Linked DNA regions of Mus musculus: regions 1 and 3 are each linked to region 2. A link is a contact called in public HiChIP or PLAC-seq and promoter capture Hi-C data. All regions are on one chromosome and are shown on one strand. The core of a region is the stretch at or near the end of the contact, and the rest is flanking DNA. Distances in the headings are between cores, read along the strand shown. Region 1 holds the start of Mideas (mitotic deacetylase associated SANT domain protein). Region 2 holds the start of Psen1 (presenilin 1). Region 3 holds the start of Ptgr2 (prostaglandin reductase 2).

Evidence for each region. Promoter capture Hi-C pulls out the DNA fragments that hold promoters and counts their contacts. HiChIP or PLAC-seq counts read pairs in DNA pulled down with a chosen protein or histone mark.
Region 1: a contact with region 2 is called in a promoter capture Hi-C map of pre-B cells. The contact joins the promoter of Mideas here to the promoter of Psen1 in region 2. A contact is called at or near these places in 9 of 39 promoter capture datasets (the C10 cell line, cranial neural crest, frontonasal cranial neural crest and 6 more), 1 of 484 Hi-C or Micro-C datasets (B cells), 2 of 115 datasets of contacts at active chromatin or transcription factors (the SCID.adh cell line and acute myeloid leukemia) and 1 of 9 other capture datasets (adipose tissue).
Region 3: a contact with region 2 is called in an H3K27ac HiChIP or PLAC-seq map of microglia, with 7 times the contacts expected there. The contact joins the promoter of Ptgr2 here to the promoter of Psen1 in region 2. A contact is called at or near these places in 2 of 39 promoter capture datasets (liver and neural stem cells), 1 of 484 Hi-C or Micro-C datasets (B cells), 4 of 115 datasets of contacts at active chromatin or transcription factors (astrocytes, bone marrow-derived macrophages, microglia and 1 more) and 3 of 9 other capture datasets (adipose tissue, embryonic stem cells and liver).

Annotation. Positions count from the first base shown.
Region 1 is chr12:84,217,421-84,220,415 of GRCm38.p6, reverse strand. It overlaps Mideas (mitotic deacetylase associated SANT domain protein), which reads left to right and starts at 1,535. Exons shown (of 13, transcript NM_001163501.1): 1 at 1,535-1,641. Gm46319 (synapsin-1-like) reads right to left here. Exons shown (of 3, transcript XM_030247050.1): 2 at 1,302-2,266; 3 at 764-933. The coding sequence ends at 852.
Region 2 is chr12:83,686,758-83,689,487 of GRCm38.p6, reverse strand. Psen1 (presenilin 1) reads right to left here and starts at 1,336. Exons shown (of 12, transcript NM_001362271.1): 1 at 1,195-1,336.
Region 3 is chr12:84,283,923-84,286,630 of GRCm38.p6, reverse strand. Ptgr2 (prostaglandin reductase 2) reads right to left here and starts at 1,335. Exons shown (of 10, transcript NM_029880.3): 1 at 1,155-1,335.

The DNA of each region.
Region 1 (2,995 bases), core at 286-2,785, 530 kb before region 2:
TCCAAAATCAAAATGAGGAGTACCTCCGCCATACCTTCACTCCATCATATGATGAAATAATAAAATGTCAAAGAGTTATACTTAAGTCTATAACATACTTACTTCTTAAGACAATATTATTTTCCATTCACTGCACTTTTTGTGTTTGTAATGTAATAGTAATGTCTCGGTAAAAGGCAGACCCCAGTGCACTGGTAGCTGCAAGATGAAGGAATTCACGCTGCCAGGAGAGCTTGGGTCAGGGTCTACATGCTTCTCATCTTTGGGTGAGCCTGTGGCTTCTCTTGAGGTATTAAGCAGACTTGGGGTGAGGGTATCCCCACATGTTGTTTTCCATTAATCTTACATCACCTTTGACACAAAACCTGTACTCAAGCAGAGGGCTTTCTGGGCTTCAATGAGGAGATGGGAGGTCTGGGAGATATTATCAGGCCAATGTGTTAGTAGGAGTAGTTTGGAAGTGGGAAAGGGAAAATTTTGTCCAGCTTAAGTGGACGTCTCTGAATGGCCTTTTATGGGTCCCTGTTTTCCAGAGCAAGCTTCTGCCTCACTAAACGTTTCTGTTAGGAAAACCTTGCCCTGCAGTTTTGGCTGTCTCCTCCCCCCCCCCCCCCCCCCCCCACACACACACACAGCAAAGGCTAGCCTAGTCCTCTCTCCAACCTAAGGGAATTAGGAGTCTTTCTTTGGGCACTGCTGTGTAACTGCTTTCTTACTGGTCGCCAGAGGCTCAAAAGGCAGCTCTCTGTTGATGTTAGTTTTAATACGCCGAGAAAATTTATTTTGGGCAGTGATAAACTTCAAAATTACTATTGCCTGAAGCTCCTGCGTCCAGGATCCACCTTGTAAAATCACTTCTGGCTAATGATGACACCCGAACGCACCAGGCTCCAGAGATTCTGAGACTTGAGTGCACAAGGAAGAGGTGGGGATCTGAGAAGAAAGGGAACAGAACGACTATTTCCCAGACCCGACGTGGGTGATGACATAGTTCCTGAAATACAATGCATGGTAACATCGTGTACAAGTGCCACCCGGGGAAAGCCACTGACAACTGTGCAGACCTGTAAGGGACATGAGGACGGGAGATTGGAGTTTGGCCTAGCATTATTCAGGGAAATAGTACACTGCTTTCACACATGTCCTCTCTAGTCCAAATAACAAATGAAATGAAAACCTTTATTATCTCTCCCCTCTCTCCCGACTGTATGTGTGCGCGCGCGTGCGTGGGAGGAGGAATGTAGGTGGGGGACTTTTTCCCCTAGGGTCCCTTGAACTCAGCCCCTAGGCTCCAACGCCACCTTTTAGACTCAAGGGAGAGCAGGAAGTCTCCGATCGCACTTTCCCCAAGAGCAGAGTGAGGGTAGGGACGAAGCTTCCACAGCCGCTGCAGCACCGGGAACCGAGGGTCTGGCTGGGGGCCGCGCGGAGGCGCGCGGAGCCGGGGCGCGGGCGGGGCAGGAGGCTGCAGAGCCCTGCGCGCCGCCGCGCGAGCTGCTGGGTCACAGCCGGGACCGCGCCGCCTGCTCGGCGAGGAAGTGACGACTGCGCCGTCCCGAGAGCAACAAAGTTTGAGTCTGCTGGTCGCGCTCGAATTGCGTCCCGCGCCCCCTCGGAGCTGCCCAGGGATCCAGCGTGCAGGTGAGTCGCGGGAGCCTGGTGGCCTTCCCGCCGTGGGGGGCGCCGACGTGGAGCTCGGGGCGGGAGGGGGGATCCGGAATTCGTTGGGGTTCGGCGGCGCGGGCCGGGTCGTGGGACGCTGGGAGTGGGGGTGCAGGAGAGGGACAGGGTGGCGGAGATCTCGGCCGGTGTTGCGCCCCTGAGGTGGTTGTTTTGACTCGGGACTTAGACCGGCCTGGCTGCAGCCTAGCCCTCTCAGGGAGCCACCCCTGAGCGCAGCGATGCCGGGAAGGGGCCTCCCCGGACCTGCGACCGGAGCCAGCCCTACACCCCGCGCCCCATCTCTTCGGGTTGCGTGCAGCTGCTTTTCCAGCCCTTCCCGGTGTTTCCCCGGGAAACGTTCCCTTCCTCTACGCCGCCCTCCACCAGGTTTCAGGAAGGAAGTTACAGGAACTTTCCCTCTACTTTTGTTTGCTCGGCCTTGCAGTGACGAAGAGCAGAGCAACTCAGAAGTTTGGGTCAACAGCCCTATCCATTTCCAACCAGCAAAACCCGAGTTGTCCCCCAGGCCTCCTTGAAACGAGCCCCTCCCGACTCTACACTTTTCCTCCCTCCCTCCCAAGCCCCGAACCCAACAGTAAGCTCTCTAAGGCCTAACACTTTGCAATTTAGCCATAAAAACTGTCAGCACACCCACGTACATATGTGAGTGTTTTCTATATAAAACCCAGAAAGCCGCTTCCAGTGGACTCCGTGGCATCTTGTTCTTTTCTGTGTTCTAAAACGGCTAGGGCTGCAGGAGTTTGCCTGGGAACTTTGATGATGGTTCCCCGCCGCCCGCCCTCGGTAGCCTCGTGCTTCTGGGTCTTTAAAGAACAGCTGAGAAGTTTATGACATCTTTGCATAGTTGCAGGGGTCTTGGCGTGGCCCAGCAGCTGGCGCCAGGGCTCCTTGGTTTGTGCCTGAAGCTGTAGCAGCGGCGGGGACAGGGCGATGTGTGCAGGAATGTGTGTACAGGCCGTGGACAGTTGGAGATGGGATGTCTAGAGCTTGAATAGTGCAGTCCCTAGCAGCAGCTTTCTGCCGGTCTGTAATTACTGCGTGATTGCACAGTCAGGCTTTGTTGGCGTGGATGTTTATACACACGCTATTGTGCAAGCTCTTGGTGGTGGTGAACAAAACGCAGATTTGCATTGCAAATGCTTAGGACAGATCTGGGCCTGAACTGCTGTTCTCGAATTCTTCTTACCCTTTAACTTTTGCTGGATGGTTGTTTCCTTGCCTCTCCCTTAACCTCCGACAGCTTGCTGATCTCCTGAGAGTCTGGCTACTCAGGAAAGCAGTCTCTCTTTACTATTTACTACAGAATAAATAT
Region 2 (2,730 bases), core at 87-2,586:
TAATAAATAAATAAACCTCTAAAAAATTTTTTAAAAAAGTGTCTGTGGGAACATTTAAAACTAGTATTTGTGGTTCACGCTCATCTTTCAAGGGTACAATGGTACAGAGATCCTTCTAAAACAACACCAGGCCTTTCATTCCTATCGCTGACAATGCTCCCTGAAGCTTCCGTGTTTCTCAGCTTCTGTGACACTGCACTATTGTGGTTTCTGCATTCGTCCTCCTCAGCAGCCTCGTTGTCCTCCTTCTACCTGGCTCTTTGTTGTGTTCCCTAAGTGTCCACCCAGTTCTCTGCTCCAACATCAAACAGCAAATCTACTTAAGTGACCCATGTTTACAGTTTACAGCTCTGACCTCAGGCCATCTTCACCCGCTGTCACTTCAAAAGTACTATTTCCAAACCACTGCCTAACTTCCTTATTTCTCTCTCATTCTCCAAACTTGAACCCAGTCAATCTTATGCGTTAGTTGAACAGATCGCCTGTCCTGCTCACGTTTCTTCTACGTTTCTGTTACTGGAACTCTCATTTCTCCTAGTTATGTAAAAAGTTACCTCAATTGTCTCATGCACTCCGTCCTCCACTACCAGGCGGATGTGCCTGAGCCTCTGTTCGCGGCAGTGCCACATTTGAAAACGTGAAAGGGAAGAACTAGCAAACACTAAAGGCGCCTACAAGCGTCAGACACATGCATCGTGACAGTTCTGAAGAAAGAACAAGCGCCATACGACTCTTCGCCTGCCAACAGACACACTGAGAAGTTAGCCCCGAGTGCCACTCACTCACTTCTGGACTATGACACACTCGGGGCACCAGACGCAGAGTTTCACCAGTTGCTCAAGGCGACCCAGCCTAGGGCGCTTCCTCTATCTCTAGCTCCACTCTGATCGAGAGGCCACCCCTGATGCCAGCCATCTGCTCCCGGCCGCCCGGGGAAGCCAGCACTTCCGGGGTACCAAAGCTCGGAGAAGGCTGCTCTCAGTCTGGCCCCGGCTGGGTTCCGAGAAACCGGCTTCACCCCGTTTCCCACGCGGGGTTCCTCGATCTCCGCCCGCCTGGACCCCGCCCCTCATCCCTAGAGACGCCCGCAGCGCGGCCCTCGGAGACACAGGCCCGCCCGGACCCCCGGCAGGCAGGCGACGGTGAACACGACCGGCAGAGACACCCTCCGCCCCGCACACCCTGGGCACGCACCTTCTCTCTCCGCGCCCGGGCGGCCGGCTCGCAGCCTAGGTTTCCGCCTCAGCTGCCGCTGTTTTGTTTCCGACGAATACTCGCGGCCCACGGAGCAGGTCGTCCTAGGCCCCGCCCTAGAGGTCTCACCGGTGTCGCAACTTCCGGCCTCGGCGACGTTGGCCCCTAGACCCGGGAGGGGACGGAGCTTCCGGTGGCGCGCGCAGGCCACGAGGGCTGGGGGCTGGAGCTGGCCTAATCCACTCGCATAGATGTAAGGATGTGCGCGACCTGAGGCCTCTCTAGGGTTTGAGGCGCGTCTAGCGTTCTTCCAGTCTACAAGTGACATTTTCCCTTGTTTTTGGTTGAGACTGCGATTCGAGCGTTCCCTGCCGGTATCAAACATACCTTGTAGGAAAGGATGGGCTTGAACCTATTTATTTGGTTTCCATGTGTGGGGACACCGTGCCTTGTTTTGTAGTGACATTTTAAATCCAACACTTCCCATTTCTCCACAGTATTTATTTGAACAGTTCCTCAAAACGGATAAAATTTACTGTTTGTACTCTCAATAAACCAAAGCGATTGGTGGGTAAACAGAACCTGAGAAATATCCTATTAGTCTAGGTTCCGAGTCTGAAAGTCTTCCCAGATGGCAAGCTTCTAGAAAGCAAAGAATGTTTCCTATCTTGATTTTTACATCCCTCAGATTTTCCTTAATCGGAGAGACAATTATCAACAGCACACCACACATTTCACTTGGGCAAAAAACAACAGAGAAATTATTCATAATCCCAAATAACCAGAAAACGGCTAATGTGCTTAAGGAGCACACACGAGGAACTAGATTCTACTCCCAACAGAGACAAATACATCGGGATGGTGTTGTATCTGAAATCATAACACTCAGGAGGAGATGGGGCAGGACAGTGAGTTGAAATCGGACTGGGATTCCTAGCAAATTACAGGTCAAACTAAGATACACTGGGTCAAACTTCCTTTTTTCTACTTCCCAGAAGGCCTCGTTCTAAATAGTAGAGCATCCATCTCCATTTTCTCCCAACATTCTCAACCCTGCTTCAATAAACTCAGACTTCACTATTTTCATGCTTAAGATCTTGATACTTTAGTCTTTTCCGCCAGCGGAATGGCAACTGGGAGGAGACATAGCATAACCTTGGGTAGTTTTCCCTCAATCATTTACTTATACCCTCAATCATTTACTTATATGGGAAGAAGGCAGAAAATTGTAGACAGTACAGAACAAGCTCAATACACTTGCTAAACAAGCATAGACTAAAAGCCATTTGCAAACTACATTAATTGCGATCTTTTGGTAGAATGGCAAATGCTGTAAACTATACAGAGAAGCAATTTCGACAAACATTTTTGTGCAAAGATGTTCGTGGAGTACTGGTATATATATAAAAAAATCTCACTGTCCTACAACAAATCTTAGTTCACCTAGGTTATAAAACTCATGAATGGGGCTGGTGAGATGGCTCAGTGGTTAAGACCACTGACTACTCTTCCAAAAGTCCTGAGTTCAAATCCCAG
Region 3 (2,708 bases), core at 86-2,585, 600 kb before region 2:
GAGAGACCTTGTCTCGAAAACAAACAAACAAACAAACAAACAAAATCAACCATGACTTACTCACAGGTTCTCCATCTAAAATAAAGATCACATTCAAGACCTGAAGGGCAGTGGGTTAGGAGGCATCATAATGGAGGCAGAGCTGAGTAGACCTCAGTAAACCCCATTTGCTGTTAAATTAAAGTGGGTTTCTAATTGATTCGACCATTCTAAAATACCACCAAAAGATCTGGTTCAATGACAGTCATTAAAAATACGCCTTAAGCATCTGTGTAGCAGACTATTGTAAGGAAAAGCTCACTGAACTCACAAGGGCAAAGGACATGTTCTGTTTCTAGCTGGGTGGGACCTCGGAGGGGTCATATAGTTTATTTCCTGAATGTTTCCAGGCATCCCAGAACTGGGTGAGTTGACATGCTCTAGCATGGTAGCGTCTTACATTTGTAATCCCAGTTATTGGGCAGATGGAATACAGACGGCAAATTCAAGGCCAGCCTGGGCAAATTAGTGAGAACCTGTCCCAAAATAAAAATGAAAAACAGTCTGGCAATATAGCCCAGTAGTAAAAACCTCTTGCCCAGCATGCATAGGGGAGGTGGAAGGCTGATCTTGGACTCAATTCCCAATACAGAAGAAAATAAATTATTAATCAGCTTGCTTAAATACAACTCCGTCCTCAAACACCACCGCCATGAAGTTGCAAACATGCTATCCTTTTCACAGACGCCATACAGGGGCTGAATAACTTGTCCAAGGTCGCACAACTTATCCCCAATATCTTTTAATAAAACACACTTCCTGTTTAGCCGTACTTTGTTCAACCATTCTGCCACAAAGGGCTCTGCTGACCTTCCCTGTGCTGTCTATGCCATCGTGTGCAAATGTCCACCTCAGAAAGCCAACCTTCCTCTATGGCTCCCACGACTAACCACTTTCACAGAAATTACTAGTAATCTCACATTTTCAAGCCGACTTCCTGGATCCTCAGCACCAAGAGGATCAAAACCTCTTGGTGCTGAGGTTTTTCAACATGACATAAGTATACCCCTATGCGTGGCACACAGTAGGCGCTCAATAGATGTTCAAATCTGAAGCACCTCAAACACAGTCGCGCCCAAACTTCACCCTCGGAATTCTTACAAAACGGAGAGCACCTGTTACGGGGCATTCCCTAGTCTAGCGTCCCAAGCTATACCGCCGGTGTCGCCCGGAGCTCGAGGAGGACGCCCACAGGTCACCCTGGCTCGGCACTTCCTCCTTTTCTGCGGGCTTAATCCAGCTTCCGGTGCAGCGATACAGTGGCCCCCCTGCGTGTCTGTCAGTTTGAGATCTCGCGGGATTTGATGAACAGCGAAGGGTCAGCTGGCGGCACGACCTTAGCCCTAGGACCACACTGCGCAAGCGCAGGACTAAGCCGGCCTCCTTGCCCTCTCGTCTCCTAGGGCCGGGGTTTTGAAGTTCATACGCGATCCTTTGGTCCCCAAGGTTGGTGAGAATCACAGGATACGTTGCTAGTCTAGGCAAGGAGTATCCATAAGTTAACCTCATTAGGGCTCCGTGGCCGACCCCGCCTCCAGGACCAAGAGAGCAAATTAACTAATGACTTCAGATCAAGTCCCCTGTGTCCTCTTGTGCCCCCAGAGGTTGAACCCGCGTCCTGGCACGGTCTAGGCAGACGCCCTGACAGCCAGCCCCAGCCTCTGGAAGAAACTTGATTCATGTTAGATTCACTGAGTCTTAGGTTGGGGAATCACAGTGAGAAATAGCATCAAGTCTAACCCTTGTTTTGTAGGTGAACAAGCTGAGATCTAGAGGACTAAAGCAGCGGTTCTCAACCTTCCTAATGCTGTGACCCTCGTGCGTGGTGACCCCCCCAACCATAAAATTATTTTCATTGCTACTTCATAATTGTTATTTTGCTATTGTTTCGACCCGTAATGGAAATGTTTTCCGATGGTCTAAGGGGACCCCAAGAAGCTAGAAACTCATGGTTTGAGAACCACTTGACTAGTCACTATCGGGTGTGGTTTGTTTCTAGAATAACTTGGGATCTCCAGGAACTGCAAACCCTAACGGACTTAATCAAGCGGCTGTAGGAATCGCCCTTAGCACTGTATTCCAGCAAGGGCTAATCGCGGAGCTCTAACTCTGGTATAAAGAGTAGCTGAAAAATACCAGTACCGCCGGCAAATGGGCAGCCATCAGATGGACTGGAGGCCCGGGTAACAGAACATCTGAACATTTTCACTTCGTTTGGAAAACTTGAAGAATGGGGTAGGAGACTGTTACCACATTCCAAATAACTTTCCAGCAGGATCTGATCTCTTGGTGGTCAGCTGAGTGAACCAGAGAAAGAGGAAACGCTCAAAAACAATAAAAGTGATAGCAGAAAACAGAGGGAGACTATAGATTACATCTAAAACTCAAAGAGAAGAAACTTAGTTTGGGCCCTTTTTGATGTGAAGTCCCCTTTTCTCCAGGTCTCAGATGTTCAAAAACTGCATGGAGGAGTTCAGGTTTATTTATTTTCCTCCCTTCTGAATTTTCTCTTCACACTAAGGGTTACAGTCGTTTGTATGACTTGAGTTGTACCATGTATCATATGGGTATTTTTTTCCTGATATGGTTTTATTTTTATTTTTTGTGGTGTGGTGTGGTGCGGTTTGGTTTGCATCACGGTGCCGCTACATAGGCCTGGGTATCCTGGA